6 separate regions of the Zea mays genome follow, and regions 1, 2, 4, 5 and 6 are each linked to region 3. The links are chromatin contacts, called in public Hi-C maps. All regions are on one chromosome and are shown on one strand. The core of a region is the stretch at or near the end of the contact, and the rest is flanking DNA. Distances in the headings are between cores, read along the strand shown. Region 1 holds the start of LOC103653897 (heterodimeric geranylgeranyl pyrophosphate synthase small subunit, chloroplastic). Region 2 has its middle 4.7 kb from the start of MIR394b. Region 3 holds the start of LOC100304027 (60S ribosomal protein L6, mitochondrial-like). Region 4 holds the start of LOC103653902 (zinc finger MYM-type protein 1-like). Region 5 overlaps LOC100274524. Region 6 holds the start of LOC103653903 (probable serine/threonine-protein kinase WNK4).

Region 1 (2,915 bases), core at 39-2,538, 420 kb before region 3:
TGAACCATCCCCCGAATTACGAGCTTCAGAACATCTAGATAAAATAGGGATTAGATCTATGCCAGATAAAGCTCTCACCAAATTCCTAGGCCATGTACATCTCACTAGCTCGAAGCCTCCAATTTTCAGTAGCAACAGCGATCGTCCACTCTACAGAGTTGCCGCTGCATCCTGGAGCTCAAACCCTCTCTCCACCGCGTAGTCCACGAAGCTGTATAAAGGCAGCACCCGATCGCCGTACTTATCCGAGAACCTGTCAGCCTCTGTCTTGGCCTGAGCCTTGAGCTCCTCCACAATGCCGAGCGCGCGGTCCATCCCCAGCGAACGCAGGACGCTGGCGTTGCTCCTCATCTTGCCGTTTCCCGATGCGCTCCGGATGTCGTCCACGAGCTCGTACAGGACGCCGATGGTGCGGCCGTAGCGCCGCAACGCGGCCTCCTCGTCGGGCCGGGCCCCACCGAGCATGGCGCCGCAGGCGGCGGAGCACTCGGCCATCTCGCCGAACTTCTTCGTCAGGACCTGCATGACCTCGGCCTCGCCAAGGGCGGTAGCGCCGGCCAGATCGAGGAACTGACCGGCCGCCATGCCGGTGGATCCGACCGCACGAGCGAGCTCCGCGAGGACGCGCATGAGGACGGCGTGGGGGACCGGGTCCGGGCACGGGGTGTGGGAGATGACGTGGGTGTAGGCGAGCGGGAAGAGAGCGTCGCCCGCGAGGACGGCCATGTCGGTGCCGTACGCCGCGTGCGTGGATGGGCGCCCGCGTCGCGTGGGGGCTGCGTCGAAGCAGGGCAGGTCGTCGTGCACGAGCGACGCCGCGTGGAGCATCTCCAGCGCGGCGGCGGCGGGGAGTGCGGCCGCGCGCGGGGCGCCGAGGAGCTCGCACGCGGCGACGCAGAGCACGGGGGGCGCCCGTTTGGCGGCTCCCTCCTTGCCGGCGCCCGGGAGCACCGCGTACCGCATGGCGGAGTGGATGCTCTCCGGAGGCTGCATGGGCATCGCGGCGTCGAGTTCGGACTCCACATCGGCGATCAGAGAGGTCCAATAGCGGCGCAGGTCGAATGACGCAGAGGCAGCGGGAGCGTCAGAGGACGCCCGGGCAGTGAGCAAGCGGCGGGAGTAGTTGGAGTAGGGGACCTTGGGGACGGGGAGGATGATGAAGAGGGAGGAGAGAGCCATGGCGGTGGAGAATTTGGGAGGATTGGGGTTAGATGTGGTTTGCAGCACTTGGGTGCGCGGTGACTGCGATGTCTGAGTCTGACGGATGAAAGTGGAAATGCAAACTGTGAGGACAGATTTAATATTGTAAAATGCATATGTATACAATTTTATGTTATAAAATATTATTACAAAAATAATAAAATATTGTATAAATTGCTTTATATATTATTTGCCCTTTATAATAAAAAGTTTGAAAATTTTACTGAATTTATTTCTGAATCCATACTGAATTATTTGAGAGCACATAGAATATATTTTATATTTACTTTTTTATGAATCTTTATAAACCCAATGTTAAAAAGAATAATACAAAATTTATATAGTATATTCTATCTTATTTATTCGCATTCAAAGAAAAACAACAAAAAAAACCCAATTATCCAATAAATATCATTTTCGACCGTTTTCATCTATGTCTCTAGTCATTGGATATGTTTTTCAATGGTCTTTTAAACGTGAGCGGTGAGCCAATATAAAAGTATTTTAACGTATCTCATTATAAAAGCTCGAACTTTTATATCAATGTTATTAAAAAGGTTTTGTAACATACAACAATCCGTATTTTTTTCATATATATCATTCTTGTCACATTCATAAATCTGCATAACATAACGTACCCAATTTAAAATATTAGCATATAGCACGTGTTAACGTTAGGATCTAAAAAGCGGCGACCATGACGCGAGGGAGATGTCGATGGCGGCAGAGCAAGTGAGGTGAGCGGGGTTGCGAGGGATGGGGAGGGGAGGGGAGGGGAGGCAGGGAACGATAGGGTCACGGGATATGAAGGGGATGGGGGATAATCTAAATAATATTAACCATCATATTTGAGTTAGTAAAGAAGAAGTAGGTTACAATTTGTTAGGTGAGTTTTGCAAAGTTTAAACTGGTAGATTATATAGTGGTATAGATGCACGTGAGTAGGGACCGATATCGAGCCTGCTGGACTCGTTATGGCTCGTTACTGTAATGAGCTAACTCGGCTTGGCTCATTATGGAGCTCGAGGTAGCTCATTAGGCTCGCGATCCACACAACTAAATACAAAGATCTATATATATCTCTACCACTTAAGACTATAGTGTAGGCGTTCACAGTGCACGGTTCTGCCCCCTCCCCCCCCCCCCCCCCCCCCCACTCCGACATCCTCCCCCTCTGCTCCGCTCCCCATTGCGCCCTCCTCACCCTCCCAGCTGCGATCCCCATCAACTGCAATCTCCGGAGGGGACGCGCCGGCGCCGGAGCTGCCGGGGGCAGAGCTGGCGGCCATCTTCCGGGTGCGGACCTTCTCGGCGACCCGACGTGGTCGTAGCTCCACCCACGGCCCTGCGCCGACACGGCGTGGCCGGGCCTGTCGTGCGAGCTCGCGCCCGACGACGCGCGCGTGCTCCGCGCCACCCGCCTCCACCTGGGCCCCGACGTCGCAACCCCGCCCTGCACGCCCGGGGCCAGGCTCGAGCCCGCCTCGCTGCGCGGCCCGCCGCACCTCCGTATGCTCTCCATCTTCGGCTGCTTCGGCACCGCCCAGGGCCCCATCAAGTTGCCGCCCGCGCTGTTCACGTCATCGTCCTCACTCGAGCAGATCGTGCTCAATTCAACCCCGGCCTCACCGGCCCCATACCGGCGATGTTGGTTCTTATTTCGGTAAATATTGTGTTATCTGAATAATCTGCAGAGAGGAGCTTGACTATGAGGT
Region 2 (3,014 bases), core at 13-2,512, 290 kb before region 3:
TTTTTTGGACCACGACGCTACAAAAAAAACACTAAGGATGTGTTTGGTTTGAGGTTAAAATGGGATAAGACGATGGTGACACCGTCCACTCGATTTTTTTGGACCACGATACCACAAAAAATTGTTCCGATGTTTACCTCGCCTCCGTGTAACTCCCATCCAAACATCATAGAAGTTGATCAAGCCGGGCCAAGCCTGGAGCCTCAAGCTAGGACGAACTTTCTGAGGTTAATACGGTTTATGCACCCTACTAGCATATGGAACCTAACCTTTGGAATATGGCAGCTGCATATGTCGACGGCCTTATGTTACATTCAATATTCTGTTGAATATGTTTATGAAAGTCATGTCCTCTTGTTCACTATCTGGATTATGAGTTCATGGACGCAAGAACGAAAAAAAACTCCTCGATCGTATATTTCCGTTCTTGTTTTCCAGTATCTGTACCTGAATAGCCTGAATAGGCTGCTGATGTGTTTTCTATCCTGTGTAGAATATACCACACGATAACCTATGTTCTCTTATTAGGGTTTCCACAACATAGGCGTTGTTTGATTCACATATTTGTAATGTGATGAGTAAATGATAATATTAAACCATATTTGTTTAAATCTAACTAGAACCGGATCTTAGTAACCGGGAACTGGGAACTTAGCCACGTTCCGGGAACGTTTGTTCCGCGAACATGGGAACTATCTCGTTCCAGTAGTGTTAAATCCTAGTTTTAGTAGCGTACCGCGTACCACGTTCCTCGATCCCATCGATCTGGGAACCTGGTTACTAAGAACCGGATATCACATTAGAAACTGATAGCAACCTATTTAAATTTATTACTGCTGGTACTCGAGCGTGAATCATTACCGTTACTATTTACGTTACATTCCGTGAACCAAACAGTACCATAACTCTTTTGATCCTAGACTGGTGTCCAACGATGTGCCTGCCTACCATCGCGGTGAAGTTAGTTTGCAGCTGAAATGCACTATGGTTAATGATATCACCAACAATTTGTAATTTCGTTGCTACTGTGGTAATGATTTTTTTTTTGGAAAAACAATAAGATTGCAGCTCAAATTAATTAGCAACAGAAAGACTCTAAAGCAAAAGGATCAAATTAAAAGTGTCTAGGATCGAGGCATCTACCTAGCTGACACCTTTTGCTCAGATCATGTTATTGTTTAGTACTTCAGTTCAGTCAGGTACTCAGGTTCTCTCAAATGCCAAGTGATGCATGGAGATGCGCTGGTCTGGTCTACATGTCTAGTGTGTAGTGTGTACTCTCCTACCTTTGCATGTACGTTCCTTTCGTGTCGAGCATGCATAGTCAGCATAGAGTAGTGCGAATTGCGATGATCAGGACGCCATGCATGGGAATCAATTCATTATGGACATGGCCAAGATTGAACAGCTGCAGAGACACACCTTTTTTCGGTCCCGGTCTCATAATTTGGGCACATGCCCTCTCAGAGAAATGCTCGGAATTTGGGGAGCACAAGATTTGGGGCGCCGTAGCTATCAAGGTGTTCAAAAGTGCAATCAGCCATGTACGTTGGTGCTCCCGCTGCTCATCGCTATCTGTCTTCTTCCTCGTTGAGGTTGCCATCTCCAGAGCAGCGGACCATTCCGCGTGCAACCCCACCTCCTACGACGCGCCGATGTGATGAACCGGGAACGCACATCCAGCAGCACCATGCGCTGCAGAGCTACCTCAGGCTAGGAGCTTGTGCTCATCGCTTCCACCGGTTAGCGACGGCCCCCATCAGCTGCGAGCCTGCGACTCAGGTTGACGACGATGGCGCTCGGCTCGGCAAGGCGCGGCGCCGTGCCGGCATGGCCAAGCTGTTAAATATGCGAACATCTACTGCGGTATCCATCCATTGGTGGGACTGCAGATATCTGTGGGGTGGAAGTTGCAAATTCCTGGTGCAGATCTATGGGGAGGCAGTCGTCTGACTTGCTGCTCTCCTCCCCGGCGTTCTCCCGCGTCCCCTAGGCCCAGCTGCTCTCTTCCACGGGAGTTTATTGCTATTGTAATACCCGTAAGTAGTGGTTTCTCTACAATAATACTTATAAAATGGGGTTTTCTATAATAATATTCATAAGTGTGAAACTTCTCCAAAACGGCCATATATTTCAAGCTAGCTTATACCCGAGGCTGTGCCTGTCCGCTCCCCCGGCGAGGCTGCCGGCGAAGAGGAAGCCCTGCTCTTCGCACAATACCAGGTAAAAGTATCCTTCAAATAATAGAAAATAAGAAAACAAAATATAAATTGATGAAATACGATCGAGTGAGATAACATTTTAGATAATTTCTTAACTTGTAAGTATTATTATGTAGAAGGCCATTTTGTCAGTACTATTACAGAGAAGTCACTATATAGAGAAGTCACTGTTTACGAGAATCATAATAACAATAAACTCCTTCCACGAGGATTTAGCATTCGCGGACGTGTAAGAAAATTGGAGTAGATTGAAGGGGCTATCTCTTTTCCCAAACACATCCTAACATATGTGTGTGTTCTTATATGTGAAAACGTGGTAAATTTGGGTGCTAATGGCAAGACTCGTTATGTTTTTTTTTTCGCCAACTCACTTATGCAAAGTGAAAGTGAAATGTGTATTTGGGCTATTTCTAAGTGGTTTGGTGATTAACTACTCAACACATCACTATGAACTAACCATCTTGGTATGAGCATGAGCACAGGTTCTAATCGAGCAGATTGAAGATGCAAAGTACAAATGAGTTGATTAAAAGATCAAAAAGTGCAACCTTGGGCAAAAACAAAAAAACATGAAGTTTAAGTGTTTAAATAAGTTGCACTTACTTTATGCTACGTTCCGTGCACTGCTAACTATTATGGATCACAGTAATAAATGTATGATTCTCAATTGACTTAGTTGCTAACTATGTTCATCTAAGTGATAGGGAACTCCCCAAGTTGAGCCAAAAAGAAACAAACAAGTTTGCCACAAAAGAGAAGTTGGGCCATACTCGGCACCATGGGACAGTCCTT
Region 3 (3,017 bases), core at 34-2,533:
CTTTATACTTATATATTTCAAATATCTACTTTGTAGCGCACATAAAATTAATCTTGGGTCTAGTTGGGCGAGGGAATGGGTTTCGGTTCTCACCAGAATCACTAGCACTTCCAAATAGTCAAAGACGATACCGATGGTAGGTACAAACATTTCTAGTAGTAATTCCCTCTTGAATCAGCTCTAGAGTAGTTTCAAGTGATTCTATTTCCATATTTCGCATGTAATAGTAATTAGTTTTTTTTAACTTATCTTTCTTTTAGCGTAACAAGTTAAAATTGGTTGCATTTATGTTGTTATTTCCCACAAAAATAACTACAAAAAAATTGAAGTATATATATATATTTTTATATATATATATATATATATATATATATATATATATATATATATATATATATATATTAAAAAATTATTCACGATATAGTAGAATCTAGTCTAACAGTCAAACGGTTTCATGAAGCGATTCCGATTCAACATATGAAATGTTTCTTCAGAGAATTTAGAACTCAAACCTTTCAACAATAATCTGGATCAGGATCACTACTGCTTGATGTGTCCTTAATGAAAATATCAACAAAACTAGTTAGTGAATGCTCGGCCGTGTTTCAGAATCTGGATCACTACTGACACGAACGCTTTTCAGCAGCCATCTGTCATTTTCAGAACGCTTTTCAGAATCTGGATCAGGATCACTACTGACACGAACACGAACACGAGCATACATCATTTCAGCAGCCAACCGTTCCACCATCATGCCCGGCCGTGTTTCTTTGGTGCTTAATTATCCTGGACATGCCGCAGGCTCGCATTTCTAATGCACGGTGAAATGGCCCGGGAGTTGGTCACACAGTGACATGACTGAGCAAAAGAAAGCTAGTACTTCCCTGGATGTTCAGTGAACAATGTTCACGGCACTCTGACGAATGCTTTTCCCCGCCCCACCTTTCCTTCTTTAACAGCACAGCACGGCTCCATGTTCGTTTCAGGCACTGTTTGTTACAGTGGTGTTGCGGGTGATTTTGCCTGCATCTTTACTGGTATATTTCCACATTTGCACGTGATCCACGGAAATACTTCACCCCATCGTCACTCATTCGAGGACTAGCAGCTAGCTAGGGTAAATCTTCCAGCTGTTCTGCAACAGAAAGGGAAAGGTAAAGTGAAAGAGCTCCATCAGTTCATCGGTGATCTAGTAGTAGTACCCGCTGTACCAGAGAAGAGCGGTGATTGAAATTTCGGCCCAGTGGCCCACTTCACTTGCCCAGAGGCCCAGCCCAGCTTCCTTTTTCCCAATTCCCACCACTTGAGCAGAAGCTGCACAACCAAGAGCCAACAGAGCAACGCCCAGGCACACACGACACGAACCAGGCAGCTGCGGAGGGAGGAACCCTAGCGGAACAGGTGACGGCGGCGCGCTACCGGTGACGGGGGATACGGCGGCATCGTCCCCTCCTCCATCCCCGGCGCGGCGGCGCCAGCAGCCGGCCTGCAGGTACGGTCTCCAGTCTCCAGAATCCAGATTCAGAGCTTGTCCCTGTTTTCTGGTGTGCTCTGCGTATGGCTGTTGGCCTGTTGCTTCCCATGTCCATGTTTGTTTGTTTTCAGTTTTACTTTGATGCTGAAAGCCTGAAACCTTCCAGTGATTATTTGCTTCATGTTGTAGTATGGCACTATAGCTGTTAGCCTGTTGCTGCCCATGTCCATAGGCGTATCACGTATGGCTGTTTGCCTTGTTGAAAGCCTGAACCTGAAGCCATGCCCATGGGCGTGTAGTTATATATATGAAGGTTGATCGGTTCCTATAGCGAAGGGCCATGCCTGTTTCAGAACGCGATAAAGTTTACGCCGATCCATCTTCGAATGAAGAATTTAAACAAACGGGATGAGGAATACGCCTAGCGAATGAAGGACAAAACCAGGAAAGGAACCTACACAACTCGATACGATTGAAGCACACTTTTTTTTTAAAAGTTGAGCCAGACTCAATTGCTTCTGTTCCTTCTGGGGCTGGCTTGGCTTCTCGAGGGCAATGCCCACAACTAAGTAGATAAGACCTGGATGTAAATCGGAAATTTACAACTAAGTAGATAAGACCTGGATGTAAATTGGAATTTTTTTTACCTATATCAGTCAAAGCGCTATTTGAGCCTAAGCCTAGTATATGAATCTATCTGGTACACCTTTTGTAGCTCTTTCTATCTAATGGAATATGATGTGAACAAAAGCTGCCACATCCTCACTCAGTCAAGCATGTAGATTGGAAGACAGTCTAGAACCGATTTGGATTTATGGTTTACGCACAAATATCAGACAGGCCAAACATTTTTCAGGGCTTACCGGGAAGCCGGTCAGGCGTAGTACTTTTTCAGGTACATGTCATTCCAAGGATTTTACTTGATACAAATACAAAGTGAACAGAAAACCAAATTCATTCTAAACCCTGGACGATCAGGATGTCTGGTTGACCGATCAGAGCCCGGTTAATCGGGCGATCAGGAGCGATCAGCCGATCTGAAAACATTGATAATAACCCACAAAGTGGGATAACTGCTATGTGATGGCGTAACTGATCTGATATTCAATTTGCTGTGGTATTATCTAAGATAATTTACACTTGAAATTTACTCTTAATTGCACTTGAATTTCCACTGTTCTGATGAGAAACTTGCGCTTTTCTTTCTGTTTGCGTCAAAGGCTGTTTGAAGAGCTCGCCATTTAATCTCAATGGAAGCCAAGTTTTTCCGTTTCCTGAAGCTCGTTGGGGTCGGCTTCAAAGCGAGGTCAGAGAGCCAAGGCCGTGAGTTGTTCCTTAAACTGGGCTTCAGCCATGAGGTGCAGTTCACCGCTCCTCCAGCTGTCCGTGTCTTCTGCTTCAAACCCAACATAATCTGCTGCACCGGCATCGATAAGGACAGGGTGCACCAGTTCGCCGGCGCCATCCGGAGCTCTAAGGCTCCAGAGGTGTACAAGGGGAAGGGGATCCTGTACATTGACGAGGTTATCAAGCTGAAGCCCGG
Region 4 (2,883 bases), core at 362-2,861, 320 kb after region 3:
GGTGTAGCAGAGTGCTACGTGTCTAGCGGGGGAGAGCTAGCGCCCTAAGTACATGCCGATGTGGCAGCCGGAGAGGTTTTGGCACCCAGCCGGTGTGATGTCGTGGCCGTCGGAGGAGCGATGGAGCCTGGCGGAGGGACAGCTGTCGGAGCGGTTGGGTCCTTGCTGACGTCCTCTTGCTTCCGTAAGGGGGCTGAGAGCCGCCGTCGTCACAGAGCATGCGAGGCGCCATCATTGCCTACCTGGCGGAGCTAGCCAGATGGGACACCGATCTTGTTCCCTGCGGCCCGAGTCAGCTCGGTGTAGGGTGATGATGGCGCTTCCTGTTGACGCGGCTGGCCTGCGCCCTAGGTTGGGCGATGTGGAGGCTCCTCCGAAGCCGGGGTCGAGTCTGTCTTCCATGGCCGAGGCCGAGTCCGAGCCCCTGGGTCGAGCGAGGCGGAGGTCGTCGGCAGAGGCCAGGGCGGAGTCCGAGCCCTGGGGTCGGGCGAAGCGGAGTTCGTCGTCTTCTGGGGCTGAGCCCGAGTCCGAGCCCTGGGTCGGGCGGAGCGGAGTTCGCCGTCTTCCGGGACTTAGCCCGAGTCCGAGCCCTGGGTCGGGCGGAGCGGAGTTCGCCGTCTTCCGGGACTTAGCCCGAGTCCGAGCCCTGGGTCGGGCGGAGCGGAGTTCGCCGTCTTCCGAGACTTAGCCCGAGTCCGAGCCCTGGGTCGGGCGGAGCGGAGTTCGCCGTCTTCCGGGACCTAGCCCGAGTCCGAGCCCTGGGTCGGGCAGAGCGGAGTTCGCCGTCTTCCGGGACCTAGCCCGAGTCCGAGCCCTGGGTCGGGCGAAGCGGAGCTTCCTATGGTGCCTTTGGCAGGGCCTGACTGCCTGTCAGTCTCACTCTATCAAGTGGTACTGCAGCCGGAGTGGCGCAGGCGGCGTTGTCCTTCTGTCAGGCCGGTCAGTGGAGCGGCGAAGTGACGGCGGTCACTTCGGCTCTGCCGGGGGGCGCGCGTCAGGATAAAGGTGTCAGGCCACCTTTGCATTAAATGCTCCTGCGACTTGGTCGGTCGGTGCGGCGATTTAGTCAGGGTTGCTTCTTAGCGAAGGCAGGGCCTCGGGCGAGCCGGAGATATGTCCGCCGTTGGAGGGGGGCCTCGGGCGAGACGGAAATCCTCCGGGGTCGGCTGCCCTTGTCCGAGGCTAGGCTCGGGCGAGGCGTGATCGAGACGCTCGAATGGACTGATCCCTGACTTAATCGCACCCATCAGGCCTTTGTATCTTTATGCTGATGGGGGTTACCAGCTGAGAATTAGGAGTCTCGAGGGTACCCCTAATTATGGTCCCCGACAACTAGAATGGTCAATTCATTGGGGACCACACGCCGTGACTATATCAACCACGAGCGAAGCTACGTTGATAGTGCTGGATGCAAATGCACCCACGGAAAAATCAATTTTAATTATAGTCAGCAGATTTTTATAGTGTATGCACCCGTAGTGGGCCAAAATCATGCACCCCTAAGGCCCAGACTTCTCAACAAATGAAAAAATCATGTAGCAGCCTGGCAGCCCATCCAAATACAAAAGCCCCAATCGTGTAGCAGCCTGACATTTACCCATGCTGCCCAGCTGCGCCCTAGCTTCTTCAACCAGCGCCGTCACGATTCACCGTTCCGGCCAAGCAGCAAGTTGCTGGGGGTTCACGAAGACGAAGCAAGCTTGCAAGCAGCAAGCTGCTGCAGCCTGCAAGTCTGCGCACGGAGGCCAGAGGCTAGAGGCTGCACGCTCCCACCTCCCATGGCTCCGGTGCGTGATAGATTGAGTGCGTCCAAACCTAGCTTGAGTTGCTTCTAATTTTTTAATTAGCTTTACTTATTTTTATGTTGTTTTTCATGTATAATTGTATATGGCATATAATTGCAATTTTCATTTGATCAAATGCTAGCTAAATTGATGGAGCGTTTCTATAAAAGAAAAGCACCAGAACCAAATAGTAATGCAATTGGGGGTTCACCTAAAGGTGATATCAATTGGGAAGAGGAGATTAAATATGATCCAGGACTGAGGAAATTAATAGATGAGTACCATCCTAATCAGAGAGAGAGGGTGAGAAGAAAGTATTTGCAGAATGGACCATCGCAACCTCGCACATGCAGTTTTCCATGCTCAGAAATTGGAGGAAATCTGAGAAGATTTATTCTAGAATGGTTTGATGAGTTTGGAAGTTGGCTTGAATACAGTGAATCCAAAGACAAAGCTTATTGTTTTTGTTGCTTCTTGTTTAGAGATAAGAAAGATCCTGGATATGACGCGTTTGTTGTTACTGGTTGGAATGGCTATCATAGAAAAGAAAGGCTAAAATTACATGTGGGCAATGTTGGTAGCTTACACAACAAAGCAATGAAGAAGTGTGATGATCTATTGAAAACAAAACAACATATTAATGTTGCATTTAGAAGTCAAAGTGAAGCGGGAAAGAAGGCATATTTGACTCATCTAAATGGGTCCATTAATGTCGCTAGGATATTAGTGAAGCAAGGCTTGTCTTTTCGGGGTCATGATGAATCTGAGAAGTCTTACAACAAAGGAAATTTTAGGGAATTTCGTGATTACACAACAGAGCAAAATCCAGAATTGCGTAAGGTAACAGGTAAAAATGCATCAGCTAATAGTCTTTTAGTGGCTCCTGAAATCCAGAGGGATATTGTTAAGTGCTTTGCAAATGAAATATTGCATTCTATTCTTGAGGAACTTGGAGCTGATGTTTTTTCCTTGCTAGTTGATGAGTCTAGAGATGTTTCTTGGAAAGAACAAATGGCTATTGTTTTGCGGTATGTTGATCAATGTGGAATTGTCAAAGAGAGATTTGTTGGTTTGGTTTATGTTGCAGAAACAACATCAT
Region 5 (2,700 bases), core at 53-2,552, 500 kb after region 3:
ACTGCCACGCCTTATGGTGAATGTGGGATAAACCTTGAACGTTGCCATGTAGGTGGTAGAGCACCTTTTCTAGATGTAGCATGGACATTAGAGTTTGTCTTGGGTATATGATGTGTACAATTGGATGCCTTACCTTCCATTTGCATAGCATAATTGTGTTCACGGTAGTGCAATGCTGCAGTATTTTTTCAGATATTTGTCAGCCTGTACACATTGCTGACTGTTCATTATCCTGAGTGTGTTCTGACTGTAGAGCTGTAGTGCAATTAATATAGACTGATCTTTCATGTGACTTCTGCGTTCGTCACTCCATCAGGCTCACATGGTATATAGTGAACATGCATGATGCACTAGCTAATCCTAAAAAAAGTTAACTGCTTTTCATGCCTTATTCGTTACTACTCGTATGCTAAAGCAATGAGCGGCAGAACTGCACTATTTTTATCCATTATTCGCAGAAAGATACTAACTGTAGCTTGCTTCCTCCCCACATTTTCTTGACAGGTATCTGATAGCTCTGCACACCACAGACTACCAACAACCTATGCTCTTCCTCAATACCCTTGCCGTCAGTGTGCTTGTGGTCGCGAAACTACCGAATATGCACAAGGTCCGGATTTTCGGAATAAATGCCGAGAACTGAGCAACGTCATCCTTCGCCAGACATTTACCCTATATGCGCTTTTCAGAACGGTTTTGTGTGTTCCCCCCCCCTTCTAGTGCCTTTAGTTGGGCTCATCAGAGCACCAGTGTTGAAAAAGTTGTTAGCAGGATGGGCCTTGGTCGCTGTATAGAGAGATGCTCGGAGGCGTGCTGTACATCTGATGTGCACGGATTCTGTACACTCTTAATGTTGCTATATATACGGTTTGTTGCAAGCATCTGTCGGTTGCTATATGTACAGTGTGGTTCTTGCAGAGCGATGTGTTTCCTCGGCTACCGTAATGCCAAGATAGCAGCAGTACAGCACTGGCTGGTGCCTGTGGACAGGCGATGATGGATTGAGGGGCAAGATTATTACAAACAGTTTTGCACGGACCGTCCGATACACATTTCTTGGCGGGAAAAACTGTTTGCTTGCCTGACATTTGGCATGAACCGACCGTACGAAGATGAACTATCAGATGAAGTCAACGGAGGTCCGTCCATCCGCCTCCATGGTAAAAGTCATCACTAAACCAGTTACCATCAGATGGCACTGCAGCTTCCTCGCAGATGAAGTCGAGCAGAGCGGCGCACGCCACGCGGGGTAAATACAGCGACATCCACTGCGCAGCATCCAAGTCGGTAATACAGCGACATCCACTGCGCAGCGTCCAAGTCGCACGCAGACACCTGCAGCAGATGGTCCGTGGACCTTGCTAGTCCGCTGGTACGGACCGCTGTTTCGGCGGCCTTGTACATACACAAAACAAAACAGTATCACGTAAAGAATCGCGTGCCGACGACGGTGAGCCTGTCCCTGTCGTCTTTTGAGCCCGGCCGGCCGCCCGCTGGCTCACGCTTCTCAGCCGTCAGCCGTCACTAGCAAATTTTTTTCCCTTGTCCGCGAGTGGGTGCGGATGACGGCTAGAACAAACTTGCCACGACCTTTCTTTACTGTACCTGGCATGCTTCCCATCAGCTGCCGTCAGCCGAGTTGGTCTACAGTGCGAGCATGAAACAATGTTTCTTTTTTGGCGAAGAGTGCGCTTCGGTGTATTTGCTGTTCTCTCTCTCTCTGAATCCAGAGTGCCAGACACAAACGCGCAACATCGTTCGCAGCATGGCTGAAACATCGATTCGAGAATATATATACTTAGCTAGAGGATCTTCAACCACAGACTGCACCGCGAGTGATGGCTCTCTGCTGACTCCAGAGGTTCCGTGATTTGTACTGTTCCAGCCAGCCATTTGTTGCCATCATATGACCGCGAACATGCTTACATGTGGAGATAAGTGGCATGCACGCGCGCCGGCACATCTTCATGCACGCCGGTCCTTCCTGATAGAAACAACACTGCCCCGCTCCGCGTCACATTAGCTTAGTACCCAGCCTTCCCGCCGAGCAATATGCATCAGACATCCTCGAACATGACACGGTGTGTCGTTTCGCTCCTTAAACTAAACAGATGGTGCTGGAACTTACCGGTCTATCTAAAACCGTCCAAAATCGGGTTTGCTCAGGCCAGATATCGACGTGTTGTGCTACATTAGAGCCACTCACTCACTCACTTGGGTCTTTAAACTTGGCATATTGTGTCCCTTTGATCCTCCAACTTTAATTAGTGCGCATTCAAACGTGGCACGCCGCGTCTGCATCCGGTTTGAGCAAACCAGGTTTTTCACGGGCCGACCAAGCTACATGGCATGTTTTCCTGGTTTCCTGAGTTCGAGGACGTGCCCAATTGATACACAGCGTGCCAAGTTCAAGGACCGCTGCTGCATTTTACTTCTTCCCGCCATATGATTGTCGTGTTCATGCATGCTTGCAATCTATTACAAGTTAATCGGGTGTCGTCCGGTTTGAGTTCTGCTATTTCTGTGTTTCAGATGCTCGCACAATTTGTTTTGCAACGAAAAGGCTCTTGTACCTCACCAATTCACCGCCATCATAAAAAAAAACTATATGTGTTTTCCACCGGTGGTCTATCTGATTTAAAAAAACTGGATAACAAATTTCAACAATCCCCACTAATGCAAGATCACTGAGAACACCAA
Region 6 (2,842 bases), core at 236-2,735, 350 kb after region 3:
ACATCCGTTCTCGAATATTTATCGCCCGTTAGTTCATTTTTGAACTAAATCGCGACAATACAAAATAACAGAGGGAGTAAATCATATGTCATTACGATTGTACAGCAAATTTCTAGTAAGCATATCCCTGCTGAATTGCAGTAAATAACTACCATGTTTGTCATGCAACAGTTAGATAAACGTGCATCTATGTTCTACTGCATCTTGCAGGTCTGCAGGGCCTTTTCCCCCAATATATTTGTCAAAGTTAGACAACCAATTGCAGCAAAGGAATCTATTTAACAAAGAAATATAAAATGGAAAAAGAAGATGCTGAGGAGCAGAGGGCATACACAGTCTTGAAAGCTCCCCTCCCCAAAATCAAATTATACTGCACCAAAGAAAGAGAATCACATCAATACAACTGGCAGAGTCATGTTGTTTTTTGTTGTCATTTTGCATGACCTGTTTCCATGACTGAGCATGAAAATTCAGGGCATTTCATTTTACAGATAATTGAAATCACTTTTTAGAATAATACTGTTTAAAGATACAGGATGCTTTTTTCACTAAATTGATGTATGCATGCACCATAAAAGCTTGACATGATATCATGGAGATGTCAAATCACATTCACATCGAACAAACCTAAAATGTAATGCGAATCCATGACAATGACAGGATAAAGCCAGATAGGGATGACAAGGAACTTACGCGCATGTATCGCCCAGTTGGATCTACTTCCGCGAATTCAGCATCGACCACCCCATCCCCACAACCAAACACCTCCATTCCGGATCAGCCCCGACAATCAACTGACTCTACGAGCGAGAGGGAGAGAGAGAGGAAGCAGAGAGAGAGAGGAGCCAGCGAGATCGACGGAGATATCGGCGGTCCGCCCGCGGCTCCTACGCCCTAGGCGCAGCAGCGGGGGATGAAGGGGAGGACGGGGCGGCGGGTGCCGGGCGTTCAGTGAAGGGCTCGGAGAACGGGGCGTACGACGGCCGCATGCGGAGGCAGCGTCGGCTGCGCAGCGACGACGTCGGGTTCGCCCGTCCCGCAACGCCCATGGCCCGGCACCCGGCGGAGGATACGCGGCAGATGCAGCACCTCATTCTCCCTCGATCGGCGTCCTCTCAGGGGCGTATGCGGAACCCATGGGAGGGAAATTCCCCGCGGCGGCTACTACGAACACGGGGAGGCGGTGGTGCCGCACATGAACGGAGCGGGGCCAGCCGAGACCAGGCTGGGCTAGGGTTACGACGGATTGGTGGTGCGGAGCGGAGGTCTGCACGGAGAGGAGGGGGAGGTGGTAGGCGACGGCGAATAAAGAGGTAGGTAGGTGGTGGTGGGGAGGGAAAGGTGGGAGAGAGGGAGAAATGATAGTTGGGCGCTTGGGCCTTGCGTGGGGATGTTCTGTCTGTTTGTGATTTTGGACGTAGAGTACGCAGCCTACCTTCCTTTCGCTTTTGGTTTCTCCCTACTTTTGCCGCTGTGAAACAAAACAGCAATGTGCGGACGGTTTACAATCGGGCAGATAACCTCGGACCGTTTGGTCCCGTAGTTGGCCCGTGGATTGTTTTCGGGTAAAAAACTATGCTCCATCTATTGCATCGATCGGGTCAGTTTTTTTGGATTGGTCGGATCAGATGTCCTAAGCTCAAGTCTAGTAATTCCGCATAAGGAGAGGAAGTTTTTTAGTACCTTTAGATTTATCAAGCTTGGGAATATCGGTTTTATCTTAGACCTCCTAGCAACTAAATCATTTTTCGTCCAAGCTTCAGCGGCTCCAATCTACACCTCGCTGAATTCAGGCCGGTCCGACCTTATGAAACAGATTTGGACTCAGACTTCACCTCACCGCCGACTCAAACGTTGACTTTGCCACTTTGGTTCGGACTCATACTACTATGACTCTGAAGATCGCCTTATGTTCATGGCGAACTCCGGATATCAAAATGGTTACCCCCCCCCCCCCCCCCCCCAAGACCACACCGACCATGATGCTGACTGGGCAGCCATAAGACAAAGAAACCAGGAAGAGCTATGACAACGTGACCAAGATGCTCATGACCAGATTTAGATGGTCAACTTTCATAGCTAGCAAATCTATACAACACCAACCTAAAATATTATGACCGCAAAACTCTTTCTAGACAGGCTTACATCGCTACTCCCACAGAACAATGTGTAGGCCCATAAAGACCTAAGGAAGATCAACAACATGATGATATATGCAATCATATGTTTAGAAGCCCTAGTGACTCTGGTGTTGTGTCATGAGGATGTTGAGTCCTCAAACGACCCAACTTGGATCGAACTAGAATACTCCCACAAGAGTCAGAGTCAACAGTGCGATGAATCATGGGACCTATCTCCTCACATTCATAGTCGATGGGGGGCTTGTACGCCTTCAGCGGCAAGCAAGGACAGTCTTAGATGCCTAGATCAAGGTTACAATGGATATGAAGTACAACACGAAGATTTCGACTATAATCGAGTTTATTGGGGCAAAGCTCTAGGAAACTTGACGACGACCATCTTTAAATCATTTGTGGGCCAATTGAGCCAAGTTAGTTGGCCAAAGAATTTCAAATCCGCTCCTATTGAGCCATATGTATTCTGATTCATCAGATTGGCTTGGGGTTTATCGACTATCTATCGCAACAACAGAAGGGGACTTAGCAGTCATGGCGAACTATCTGTTAATGTGTCTCGGCTTTACAATCAGAAAGCGGTTGTTTGGTCTATCGACAAATTCTATTGATTCATGGGAAGATTTGAAATGTTAGATTCACTAGTATAGAAACTTTAGTAGATGCGGACAAAAACTATTATAGGAGGTGAGCATTGCAACCGCCTC

What was found. A called contact is a pair of places that touch in the nucleus more often than the background predicts.
Region 1: a contact with region 3 is called in a Hi-C map of tassel, with 4 times the contacts expected there. The contact joins the promoter of LOC103653897 here to the promoter of LOC100304027 in region 3. A contact is called at or near these places in 5 of 25 Hi-C or Micro-C datasets (bundle sheath, ear, endosperm and 2 more).
Region 2: a contact with region 3 is called in a Hi-C map of tassel, with 3 times the contacts expected there. The contact joins the enhancer-like site here to the promoter of LOC100304027 in region 3. A contact is called at or near these places in 3 of 25 Hi-C or Micro-C datasets (ear, leaf and tassel).
Region 4: a Hi-C map of tassel shows a contact between it and region 3, with 3 times the contacts expected there. The contact joins the promoter of LOC103653902 here to the promoter of LOC100304027 in region 3. A contact is called at or near these places in 2 of 25 Hi-C or Micro-C datasets (leaf and tassel).
Region 5: a Hi-C map of bundle sheath shows a contact between it and region 3, with 3 times the contacts expected there. The contact joins the enhancer-like site here to the promoter of LOC100304027 in region 3. A contact is called at or near these places in 3 of 25 Hi-C or Micro-C datasets (bundle sheath, leaf and tassel).
Region 6: a Hi-C map of tassel shows a contact between it and region 3, with 2.8 times the contacts expected there. The contact joins the promoter of LOC103653903 here to the promoter of LOC100304027 in region 3. A contact is called at or near these places in 4 of 25 Hi-C or Micro-C datasets (bundle sheath, ear, leaf and 1 more).

Annotation. Positions count from the first base shown.
Region 1 is chr4:159,413,999-159,416,913 of Zm-B73-REFERENCE-NAM-5.0, forward strand. It overlaps LOC103653897 (heterodimeric geranylgeranyl pyrophosphate synthase small subunit, chloroplastic), which reads right to left and starts at 1,289. Exons shown (of 1, transcript XM_008680705.4): 1 at 1-1,289. The coding sequence starts at 1,179. The coding sequence ends at 151.
Region 2 is chr4:159,536,754-159,539,767 of Zm-B73-REFERENCE-NAM-5.0, forward strand. No RefSeq gene overlaps it. Among protein-coding and RNA genes, the nearest start is that of MIR394b, 4.7 kb to the left of the region's middle. Within about 2 kb of position 1,263, at least 5 of the 20 cell types and tissues checked have an H3K27ac peak or open chromatin away from gene starts, as enhancers often do. A contact at or near this core is called in ear and tassel, where this site is marked.
Region 3 is chr4:159,829,792-159,832,808 of Zm-B73-REFERENCE-NAM-5.0, forward strand. It overlaps LOC100304027 (60S ribosomal protein L6, mitochondrial-like), which reads left to right and starts at 1,284. Exons shown (of 2, transcript NM_001165551.2): 1 at 1,284-1,492; 2 at 2,695-3,017. The coding sequence starts at 2,725.
Region 4 is chr4:160,154,209-160,157,091 of Zm-B73-REFERENCE-NAM-5.0, forward strand. It overlaps LOC103653902 (zinc finger MYM-type protein 1-like), which reads left to right and starts at 1,612. Exons shown (of 2, transcript XM_020551894.2): 1 at 1,612-1,787; 2 at 1,927-2,883. The coding sequence starts at 1,935.
Region 5 is chr4:160,327,104-160,329,803 of Zm-B73-REFERENCE-NAM-5.0, forward strand. LOC100274524 reads left to right here. Exons shown (of 4, transcript NM_001148881.1): 4 at 505-916. Among protein-coding and RNA genes, the nearest start is that of LOC100274524, 12 kb to the left of the region's middle. Within about 2 kb of position 1,303, at least 18 of the 20 cell types and tissues checked have an H3K27ac peak or open chromatin away from gene starts, as enhancers often do. A contact at or near this core is called in bundle sheath, leaf and tassel, where this site is marked.
Region 6 is chr4:160,184,259-160,187,100 of Zm-B73-REFERENCE-NAM-5.0, forward strand. It overlaps LOC103653903 (probable serine/threonine-protein kinase WNK4), which reads right to left and starts at 1,486. Exons shown (of 7, transcript XM_020552652.2): 1 at 694-1,486; 2 at 333-370. The coding sequence starts at 771.